Regions from separate parts of the Callithrix jacchus genome. Here region 1 is linked to region 2. Evidence: chromatin contacts called from public Hi-C data. All regions are on one chromosome and are shown on one strand. Each heading gives the region's core, a stretch centred on a gene start, on an enhancer-like site or on the middle of the called end of the contact. The rest is flanking DNA. Distances are from core to core; before and after follow the strand shown.

The links. Hi-C and Micro-C count contacts between places; a contact is called where the count stands out from the background.
Region 1: a Hi-C map of skeletal muscle shows a contact between it and region 2, with 13 times the contacts expected there. The contact joins the enhancer-like site here to the promoter of MAP4K4 in region 2. A contact is called at or near these places in 2 of 3 Hi-C or Micro-C datasets (both in skeletal muscle).

What each region holds. Positions count from the first base shown.
Region 1 is chr14:11,769,669-11,775,442 of calJac240_pri, reverse strand. MAP4K4 (mitogen-activated protein kinase kinase kinase kinase 4) reads right to left here. Exons shown (of 30, transcript XM_078348850.1): 6 at 3,132-3,222; 7 at 872-1,002. Among named protein-coding and RNA genes, the nearest start is that of MAP4K4, 130 kb to the right of the region's middle. Within about 2 kb of position 1,907, at least 2 of the 16 cell types and tissues checked have an H3K27ac peak or open chromatin away from gene starts, as enhancers often do. A contact at or near this core is called in skeletal muscle, where this site is marked.
Region 2 is chr14:11,636,892-11,642,585 of calJac240_pri, reverse strand. It overlaps MAP4K4 (mitogen-activated protein kinase kinase kinase kinase 4), which reads right to left and starts at 2,590. Exons shown (of 30, transcript XM_078348850.1): 1 at 2,138-2,590; 2 at 1,763-1,828. The coding sequence starts at 2,194.

The DNA of each region.
Region 1 (5,774 bases), core at 658-3,157, 130 kb before region 2:
ACACATATGTCTGAATACAACAAAAAGGAGAGACCTATCATTCCTCCCCTAAACTTTCTATACTATTGGGGTACACAAAGGGGCTCATTACCCTACCCCAGTGGTCACTCCTAGCAACATGAATGGGGGATGAGCAGTTCTGCATGACCCTGCTTTGAGGCAAAACAAAGCACCTCCACCTTCACCTCCCCAGTGGTGATCTTGCTTGACTCAAATTAAGCCTTTCCAGTTTACAGGAAACAAACTCAATGGCATAAAGAAGTAATGAGACAAATCTAGAGGGTAGAACATTAGACAACAGGCTCATCTAATTAAGGCATGGATTTTTAAAAATAGTTTTTATAAAAATAGTAATCTGAGTCTGATAACAAATATAGATTTACATCTCAATTTTTTTTAAAGTGCATTATTGATTCAAGTCCCTAGAGGTCACTCTAATAATTTAAATAAATTTGTGTACCAAATCAAAGCTGTAAAGCTGTTTAAAAATATATATATATATATAATTTCACTCAAATGAAACTATTACTATAATTGGCAATATTTTAAAAAGAATATTTGATTCTAATATATACTTCAAGTTAAAAAGGATAAGCAAATAAAAGCAAAACGTTCTAGCCACGACAGAGTGCTCCAGACTACTTTGAAACCAGTGTATTCCTTAGTGAGAACACAGTCACGTGATGCAAATGGACAAAAAAGATGGCATCTGAATACTGTCCTAGAAAATTTGCACCTGAAATTTTCCTCACTGACAATCTTCCTCCCTGAAAAAGCAGGCAGACAAGGGGTGTGTAATTTGTAAGTAAAGCCCCCATCCCTCAGGCATGCCAGTGGCCCTGCAAAGGCCTATGGAGCAAGTGCCTCTTACTCTGTAATCATAGGTGGCATCTGGGTTCTCGTCACAGGCGATCACCTCCGGAGCCATCCAGTAGGGAGTGCCTATGAATGTATTTCTCCGCCCCACCGTCCTGTCCAGCTGAGCACTCACACCAAAGTCGACTGTGGGAGGAAGAGAAAGGAAGATAAAGTGAAACACAATTACAAACCAGACATACTTGGGGAAAAACTCAAGGAGGATAAACGTCTTCATAGTAAACTGAAACAGCAGTGCTTCATCAATATGCAGTCCTCTTCAAGGCAGGCAACACTGGTCAGGAGTGCCCTTCCACAGTAAAGCAACCAAAACTGTGAGATCCTCTACCAAGTAGTCCAGAAGCTCCTGGGAGGCCTGGATCTGGCTGCCTTCCCAGCTTCTCCAACAGTGACCAGCAGAGGGCCTTGTAAATGAACCACAACCTTGAGTGCTTTCAGAGAACTGCCACAAACAAGATCAAGTCACAGAGAGCCCCAGGTTCAGGAAAACTGATTGAGATGCACTTGACTTACCTTATTAAGCAGTATACTTCTTATAGGTATATAAGAAATACACTTTCTTATATTTAATAACCATAAATAGAAAACCACAAATGTTTTCTTGAAAAGAACACAGTACTGAATCAAATAAAGAAAATCAAGCTAAACCACATGTTCAAAAACACCCCCCAAAGCACTTGGGACTTCTGCTGATTTTTCAGTGACTTCTGCATCCCACCCAATTGGGTGGTGGTGGTGGTGGTGGTGGTGGTGGTGGTGGTCTAGAGGAAAGTTCAAAGATGGGAGGCAGAGTTGGCAGGAAGACCATGACCTCTAACAGAATGCCTGCCATCAGTCACTGCTGACACTATCACTACACACCCGGCCATTACCACCCCAGCAGGAACCTGCAAAGGTGGAGGAGCCCATGCTGAGATGAGTTACAGGAATCATAGATTCAACTTCTATGCACAGAACACGCTCAGAAAATGGCTTGTCCAGGGTGTGGACTCACTCACTGAGTGCTCCTCCAGAGACAGAGAAACACACAGGCCAGTCAGTGCAGGAACCAGAGACACACGGGCCAGCCAGTCAGTGCAAGAAGCCTAAGCAATCACAGAAACTTGGAAGGCAATGGTAACCAATCACTAAGTGATCCTCAGGGACTATCACAGGCTGGTACCTGGAGACCAGTGCAGGGTTTGGTAGGAGAACTGCTCAAGTGCTTCCTATCTTAGCCTTGAGGGGAGTTTCCAATTGGGCAGACTACTCCTCTACAGAAGACCAACAAACACAGACTATGTAAGAAATTAACTATGAAGGTCTTACTTTTACAGTACAACAGCTGTGCCTATGATTTCTAAAAGAAAGGTAGAGTAGACCCATATAAACATAAAGAATTTTGTTGTTATGTGTTAGTGGAAGAAAAATTAATACAAACTGTTTAAAAATTTGATACAACACTTAGATGAAAGTGATTCGAATGAGTTCAGACCCAGCTAAGGGAAACAAGAAATATAAAAGAATCCTTGTAAATAACTCTAGGAAAGCATCATGGGCTGTAATTATCTATCCAAGCAGAAATTTATCAAGCACCTACTACAATAAAGTCATTATATGCTAGGTGCTGGGTAATATACTAGTTGCTGCATTCCCAGAACTCACATTCTGACAAAGCAGACAGTAACAGAAGTAAACAAACAATCACATAACTATAAATTGTGAATAATACTACAAAACAAACAAGTACCAGGGTCCAAGACAGATCGGAGGTTGGAAAGGCCCCTGAACATGAGAAAAAAAACTGACTTCAAAATTGAAGTCAAGTCTCAAGAAGTTTAAAAAAAAGAAAATAAGACAGCAATGGATAAAGAGAGAAATAAAGAGGGACATAAAATGAGGAGGGGAAAGTAGCACGGGTCAGATCTTACATGGCTTTTTATGGGCCAGGGTGAGAAATGCAGGTTTTATCCAAAGTAAAGTAGGACTCCATTAAGGGTCTACAAGTAGGAAAGTGGCATGGTCTGATCTGAAGATCAGTCTGGCTGCTGTATAGAGAAGGGGGAGATGGGCGGAGGCGTGAACAAACATACAAACATGGAAGTGGGAAGGCTGGAGCCAGGGTAAGCAATATGCTCGGTTCCCACATTCTTAAGAACAGAAATAGAAAACATGGGTAACAGACTGAACTTTTAGCTAGATGGAAGCAGAGTTGGGAGTGCAACTGGCTTGTGCCAGGTGCAAGTATGAGATCACGCCGCACATCCATTACATACCAAGTTTCACCTCTGCATTCTCGGTCAGTAACACATTCTGGCCCTTGATATCCCGGTGAATCACGTGATGAATGTGAAGATGTGCCAGTCCCTGAATAGAAAAGACAGGCCCAAACTTTAGTTTTCTGTTACTATAAATAAACAGCCAGGAACACACCTTTTATAAGAAAGTACACAAGCGGATCAAAGGTTTTTGTGAGCTAACATTAACTTCACTCTTAGCTATTCCCAGGAAGATAGCACCAATACTACCACACACACAGAAAGAAGTCCTCCTCACCCTCCACACTCCCAGCAGGTTAAGTTCCCTGTGTGAGCAACATGACCACTTGTAGCTGTGCCTTTAAGATACACTGCAGATTACCATCTGCAGTTTCTCTGCTATAATTTGTGCTATTTGTGTACAGGGTGGTTCCTTTCCCATGCTAAATGTCTAGATGGTGACCCCATGGGCATATTTGAACTAAACACATCACAGGGGAAAAGCAAAGGGCAAGAGAGGGCTTTAAAATCTGGCTCTTTTAACAATGGCTAGCTTTCCCACTGCACAGTGACAAACTGCTAAGTGCTGATCAATCCCACCTTCACCCCAAGCATAAAAGGAATATGCTGTCAGAAGAGCCTTGTGTTCAAATAAAGTATCTTTCTTTCCCAATGAAACAAACCTACTGGGCATATAACACTTTTGATGACCTTGTATCTGGAATGAGGCCCAAAAACTTGTCTCTTATGAGAGGTAGTGGAAGAACAAAAACACATGTTGCATCCAAATATGGTCCATGAGACAGCAATGCATCATTCTCACAACTCATTACTTATTCTGTCCTCAGCTAGAGAAGCCAAAGATACAGCTTGCCTCCTTAAGATACAAGCAACCTATTTACTCTAAAATGTCTCAATCCAAAAAGGGCAGATTACAAGTAAGGGTTATTTGGTTTTTCCTGTTTGCTTCTTTTTTTTATGGGGTTTATTATTATCATTACTTTGTAAGATATGAATTAAATACAACAGCTCCTCTAGAATACTAATTTTTCTAACAGGGGGTTTCTAAACATTCATTTACTGGTCTGTCTATGAAACAGAGTAGAGCTTATTTGACAGCTCTGTTTATTTTTCACAACACAGGATGTGCGGTATTATACCACAAAGCACTGACTAGAGAAAAATGCACTAAAAATATATGGTACCTTACTGCTATAGTTAGGAACAAAGTCCCTCCTCTCAGCATGGTATAACTTCAAACAGCAAAAGGAGAGACACAAAAGCTAGCTTCCCTAATTTTTTGTAATTACTTTTTCTGTTACTTCACTTCATTTTTGTTCGCTAACCTGCAAAACTTCCTTCTTAAATTTTTACAAGATTATCTTAACAACAAACATAAGCACCCACATCTTCTCAAACAAATATGGCTCTCATGCACTCTTGTTCTTTACTAGCAAATGTATGGAACAATGCCTGCTTTCCTGTCTATACTGCTATAGGATCACTGCTTCTACAGGGAATTAGGTGGGTCTAACAGCTCTGCAACAATGTTAACTTGACTTATGATTATTCTGAACAGTAAGTACATTTTTCTTCCATGAAGTACCTGGGAGCGTATGTGTGTTCAACTAGTTCCATACCAGAAATGAGGCCACAATTATCCTTCCTTAGCAGAAATGCCAAGTCCAAATATTCAGCGAGGAACCTATCTCTCCTCAAACAAATCCATCAGTGTTTCTAAACTAGGAAACATTTTCCCCTTAATTCTTTATCAGTCATTGTCACAGAATAAAAGAGCAGTCAAAGGCTGTCATACAGTATTGGTTATAGAAAGCTGTAAGTTCCCATACTCAATATGAAGTATTGATTTCAGCCAAAATGAGAAAGTGCCATGTGGAACATGAACATGGAAGTGGGCTGAAAAGAACACGCTGGTCTTGCTGTGAAGCCTTGTGGTTCAGAGGGTTACAGTGTTCTGGCCCCAAAAAGCACTTCCCTAACGGCTGAGGCCTACCTGCTTAGGACCCTCACCATTCAAAGGGTCTGATCATAATAATCATAAGGTCTAAATCCAACATCTAGTGAGAAATGAGGAAAGATTTTGCCACCACAGAAATTGTCTAATCCCAACCATCTTGAGAACATGTTATCTGTCTGGGGGTGGCTGCATTCCTTTCTCATGTGACCTCACCTCCAGCTTATCATCTTGTGTTCTCTTTACCAAAGCCAACTCTTAGTAACCCCTATAATGAACACACACTACTGTATGACACATGAACTGTCCCTGAGGCATTCGTTTGTTTTAATTTAAACCTTTGTCACAAGGAAAAACTCCCATTCTAGATGAAATGTAGGCGAAGGAAACTCAGTTTCAGATTCCCAGTGAGGCGAAAAAGATTTGCTATGTCTCAAAAATATGTCCATTCGTGTACCACACTCAAGTTGGCTTAGAGGCGTTAAACAAGTTGGGCTTCTTTTAAATGTTACTGGAGATCAATGATGGTAAAATGGCTAAATGCACATATTATACGTGATAGGTAAACAATGCTTGCCCAGGTACAGAAACACATTAAGTTGGCTTTGATGTCTTTGAAGTCTGAAATACATTTGATGTCTACAAAGTTATGCTAAAAGCTAGTTCTCTGTTTGAGAGATCCCATA
Region 2 (5,694 bases), core at 1,341-3,840:
GTCATGGAACTAAAAAGGCAATCAGGGGAAATAACAATGAACCTGCCCAAACCCTGACCATAAACAGCTCCCACCTCTTAAAACCAACAAATACAAACTGGGGTTTCCTTCTTTCCTTTAGTTTAAAGACTATGTTGCCTTCTAGCTTATTTCTCTGCCCTTAATATCCATGCTGACCAAAAAAGACACAAACAATCCAACTACTGTGTAACCAGGTCAAAAACAAGCTCTGGCTAATTCACTTGGAAGACTACACTCACCACTCAGATTTGGCCAGAAAAACTGGGTTAGAAAAAAAACTGGTGCTTAAACAAACAGCGGACGGAGGAGAATGTCTTTTAGCCAGTTACTAACCAACCACTCAGTGGGTTGCAACACAATCTTTTTCAAAATTTTCCAAAGCCTTCCAAATTCAGTTGAGCCCAGCAAGCTGAGTTAACAGGGCTCTTTTTCAAATTCAAAAATCTGGCCTTGGCCCCAACAGTTAACCAACAAAACACATGCTAATTCACTTGAGATCACCTAAGAATACTGACCCAAGTTCGGACCACAATCCAGTCAGTACATCGCCCAGACTATAGAAGTTTGGGCTGAGGAGAGGCGTTCAGGTGACAGATAAACTCTACTCATAAGGGGGAAAAGAGACAATAAGATCCACACTTAATCTGGCCTAAGAAAACGTTTACAGTCAGCTTCCAACCCCCCACTCCACCCATTTTTAATGAGACAATGACAATTCTTCATAGTGAACCACAAAGCCCTGCTTCCCCAACCTTGTACCAACTCTTAACAGAACACTCCCCCAGTGCAGATAACTTTTAGAAAACGTTCAGTAATGAGAAACAAATCAAGACAAGAAGAATTTAACATTCTGTTCTGAATTTTCAAGGCCTGCGCCTCCATCCCCTACAGCTCTTTCATAATCTCTAGAATGTGCGCTGGATAAAATGAACACTGTTAGTCACATCAGGTGTCAGCTACTCAGCGCAGACTCAGTCTCCAGACCTGCTAGTTTCATTTATCGTTGGGGGTGGCGGGTGGGTGTTAAATTTTTTTAAAAAGAGAAAGACCTGGGTGGGTGTGAAACCAGGACATCCTCTATACTCTTCGCTCCCCGTCATTTCTGTTTCAATTACACAGCTGTCAAACAGGTTATTCCTGGAATTCATATTTTATAATCCCCACACTGTAATTCTTCCTGCTCCTGTTGCCCAAACACACACTCCTCCCTGCTTCCCCAAAATATGTATCCATCAACAGAAAGGATGACAGCCACAGTTCTAAAGTATTCCCAGGTAACGCCAAACTCCCCACCTTGAGCAACTAGCAAGCACTGAGTGGAGGCTGAAACATGACAATTTTCACAAAGGCCAAAGCAGTGGTTTAGGATCATCAGAGGCAAGGCCCGCCTCCACGGGCTTTTAATTCACACACAAATTCAAAAGGCCGGCTTTAAGGAAAAAAAGAAAAAATTCAGGTTGTGTTGTTTTTAAAAAATTATTTTCCATTTTATTGAAGGAAAGTGCATGCCTAAGAGTGTAGCTTATTTCCTTATATCAAAGCCAGGAAATGAGGTCTTTTAAGGCCAGTCTGAATATAAAGTCGGTGTGCAAAAAACAGAGGGACTGCAAGGCGAAACCCCTTTCCCAACTTTAGCCAAGCGGCGTGGCCTCCAGTCAGCAGCGTGTTTATCACCCTCACCCCGTCTCCCAACAAGAAGTTTCCACATGCCACGGGAAACAAAGAAGGCGCCCACACCGACCTTATAGACTTGTCCATAGGTGCCATTTCCAACCACTTCCACCAGCTCAAAAATCCCAGCAGGATCCTGGAGAGGAAGGAGGGAGGGGTTATCATTTAAAAGAGGCCAAAAAATGAATAAATCAAGCAGGGCAGTTGGAAAGAAAGGGCGGTGACAAAAGAGGTGGGCTTCGCCCCGCACCGTCCCCCGGCCCTCGGGGGTCCTCCGATGGGCCCGGGGCGTGGGGGTGGCGGAGGGTCGCGCCCTCCCCGCACCAGCCCGCACGAGCAGACAAAGGGGCCGCCGCGCCCGCGGGTCTGCCCACGGCTGCACCGGAGCGCCCGGCCGGCCAGGGCGCGGCCCGCTCCCCGTGCGCCCGCCCGCGGGCCCACTCACCCGCAGGGAGGAGAGGTCGATGTCCACCAGACTTTTTGCAGGGGAGTCGTTCGCCATTTTCCCTTTTTGCCACCAAAAAACAAATAACAATAAATATCCCTGTCGCTGTGGATATCTCCGCCGCAGTCCAGGCCGCCGACGGCGCTCCTCCGGCGGCAGCCGAGCCTGCCCGGGACTCTCCTCGCGAGGTCGGGGGCGGCGGCGGCGGCGGGCTCGGCCGCGCTCTCGGGCCGCTCCGGGCTCTCGGCTGGCCGGGCCGCGCGGCGGGCGGATGGAGTGTGCGCGGGCGGTGGCGGCGGCGGCGGCGGCGGCGGCGTTCACACCATGGCGCGGGCCCGGCCGTCAGGCCCCCGGGCGTCGCCAGCCGCCTCAGGCCCCGGCGCCCGCGACCCGCGCCGCGCGCCTCGAGGACGGGCCTGGAGCGTAGGGCCGCGACGGCGCCGAGAGTTGAACGAGTGAGCGCGAGGCAGCAAGACAAAGATAACCCGGGAGGCGGAGGCGGAGGCGGAGGCGGAGGCGGGGAGCGAGGTGGGGGGGAGGGGGCGGCGGCGGCGCGGGAGGAGGAGAAACGGGACACCAAAAATATATTCTGAGGAGAGAGAAAACAGCTCCCCCTTTCCTCCTCAGGCAGGAAAAACGGGCGGAAACGCACTCACACCCCGAGCCCGGCCGGGGAGGGCGCGGGCCGAGGTGCCCGCGCGGCGTGAATATTCATCAGGGGTGGGGCTCGAACAATGGCTGGGCCGAGGCGGGCAGCGCCGGGCGCCCAGGGTGCGGCCTCAGCGTCGGACCCCGCACTGCGCGCCCGAAAACGGCAGAACCGGGAGGAAACGGGCTGGGGTTTCCCCGGGGAGGAGCTGGGGTGGGGAAACGCCCCTACCTCGCTCTAACAACAAATGACACGAAACTGAGCTGGACCGACGCTAAGAGGCCACCGACCCTCGCGTCTCCCAGGTCGAGGGTGTGTCCCTCTGGCCGCACCCCGGCTCCGGAGAAATGCGAACCGGGTGTCGCCGCGCGGAGGAGGGGCCTCCCACGATCCTCGCCCCCTCCTCGTCCCACTCACCCCATCCCCCACCCCGCCGCCTCCCCCGAGATGGAGACCCTTAAGTCCCTCGTTTCCTTCTTCCTTGCACGGTTTTCTTTTCCTTTCTCTGCTTTTGCAGGCTAAATGTGTAGTACGATTGTGGTTGTAGTTGGGGGATTCGCTGAGCATCGCTGGGCTGCCCAGCCAAATCCAAAACAGCTCCTGTAACTGCCTGGGGCTGCGCTCGGTAGGTGGGCACTGTGTTTGGTGCCCTTAGTACCAATCTGCGTTTTGTAACCTGGAGATCACTAAGGATCAACAAACAGGTTTCTTCCGGCAACATCGGAAGCCAGTCGGTAGTGAGGCATTTTAATGCCAGTGAACCGGCATTTATGTCGCATTCCTCCACCGTCTAAAAACTTTCAGTGGGTCCCTGTCACCTGACAGGTGTTCTCAAAACGTGAGTACTTCAGACAAAGTGCCGATTGCCCGGCCCTGCCTCCAGAGTTCCCGTTTCAGGATGTTTCCAGTGGGCCTGAGAATGTGCATGTGTAAGTTCCCAGTGTAGCTAAAGTCGCTGTTATGTGGATGATTCGTTGATAACAGTGACCTCCGGCTGGCTATTCATTATTAGATTTTCATAAACATCACCATTATCATCTACCAATTCTTATGCACTTACTGTGTCTTCCCCACACAAATGCGTTGTGATGAGTGCTTTACACATGGTACTCTACAGCCTTGAAGGAATGTTATCCTTTTTTAGGTAAGTAAGGAAAGCAAAGTACTGAAAGATAAGGAATATGCCCAAGTTCCTTAAAAGCACAGCCTGGAAGTGGAGCAGGGATTTTCGCCAGGTTAGCCTGTTCCCAAAATCCTAATCTCTATTCTGCCAAGTTAGTCAGCTCTACCCGGAATATGTATAACACTCTCCTGCTTCAACAGTTTGGTTTCTGAAATTTTTGACTACGAGAATCCCTGGCAAGGGTAAAATATATTGAGGGGCTCCTGGCATCATTTATAAGGAAAATTATAGTAACCTAGTGTTCTTATGAATGTACTGGTGCTTTTAGATAATTTTGTTTTTTTTTTTTTTTCAGTCAGCAGCAATGGCATTATCTATGAGTGTAAATAAAATAATTAGAGAACTAGACAGAAACACATCTGAACTTTTCAGGCTGTCTTACTATTGATAACATCGTTTCCTTTCTTTCTTCTTTTTTTTTTTTTTTTTTTTTTTTGAGACAGTATATTGCTCTGTCACCCAAGCTGGAGTGCAGGAGTGTGCTCTCAGCTCACTGCAACCTCTCCCTCCTGGGTTCCAGTAATTCTCCTGCCTCAGCCTCCCAAGTAGCTGGGACTACAGGCACCCACCAACACACCCAGCTAATTTTTTATTTTTGGTAGAGACAAAGTTTCACCGTGTTGGCCAGGCTGGTCTCAAACTCCTGACCTCAGGTGATCGATCCGCCCACCTCGGCCTCCTAAAGTGATGGGATTACAGGCATGAGCCACTGTGCCTGGCCTATTGATAACATTTTAATAGTGTTTATTATTAATAATATAATTAATAATAGACAATGTGCTAAGTCCTTCACATGTATTATCTCATTCTGCTCTTAATTCCAAATGACTTTTATTTTTCCCACTTTACACATTAGAAAACCAGCATTTAAAGAAGTTGAGTAACTTGCTCACTGTGCACAACTAGACCTGGTGCAGAAACTCCAGGGCCTCCCCAAAGCAGCTTCCTTCTACAGGTTCAACTCCAAACCCATGACTCTGAAGCCCACCTCACACCACCCCTTTCTCTCCATCTATCCAAATTCCTTCATCACCTCAAGCCCAACTCAAAATCGTTTCTTCATTCTCCTACAGGTTTTCTTTAAATCTGTCTCTCTCCTAAGCTTCTATTGTCTCTATCACCATTGTGACCATTATCTCCTACTTTGAAGTCAGCACCTATTTTGGAAATGCCTACACAGTGCAAGGCACTGGCTTAGCCATTGCCTAGGATATCAAAAGATCAAGACAGTCTACCCTCGAAGAGCTTACACACTGATAATGGGCATAAGACAGCTTCATAAGTAGCCATAGTACAAAGTAGAACAGTATAGATTTTAGCAAGATGGAAAGAGCGCTAAACAGATCTAGTGGAAAGTATGCTGGATTGGGGGCAAAATTGAACTGGGTTTGAATCCTTATGATTTGTCAGTTGTGCAACCTTCTGAGCTTCCTTCAGAAGAAACATATGCTTCTTCTGAGCTTCATTCCCTTTCCTCTTCTGCATATCAGATGAAGACTGGAGATGAGAAGAACAGCAAGAGGCAAGAGCCGATGCCAGGGTAATAAGTAATGAGATGACAGGAGATATGAATATAAGAGGTCTTGAGACAGTAGATTCTCTAAGGCTTGTCATCTGATAGGATGCCAGAAGGCAATGTAGACAAGAAGGTAAGAGATTTGTTTGTGGTTCAGAGCCTGGGAGGATGTCCACGCTTGGGAGGATGTTGTCACAACAGAGTAAGGG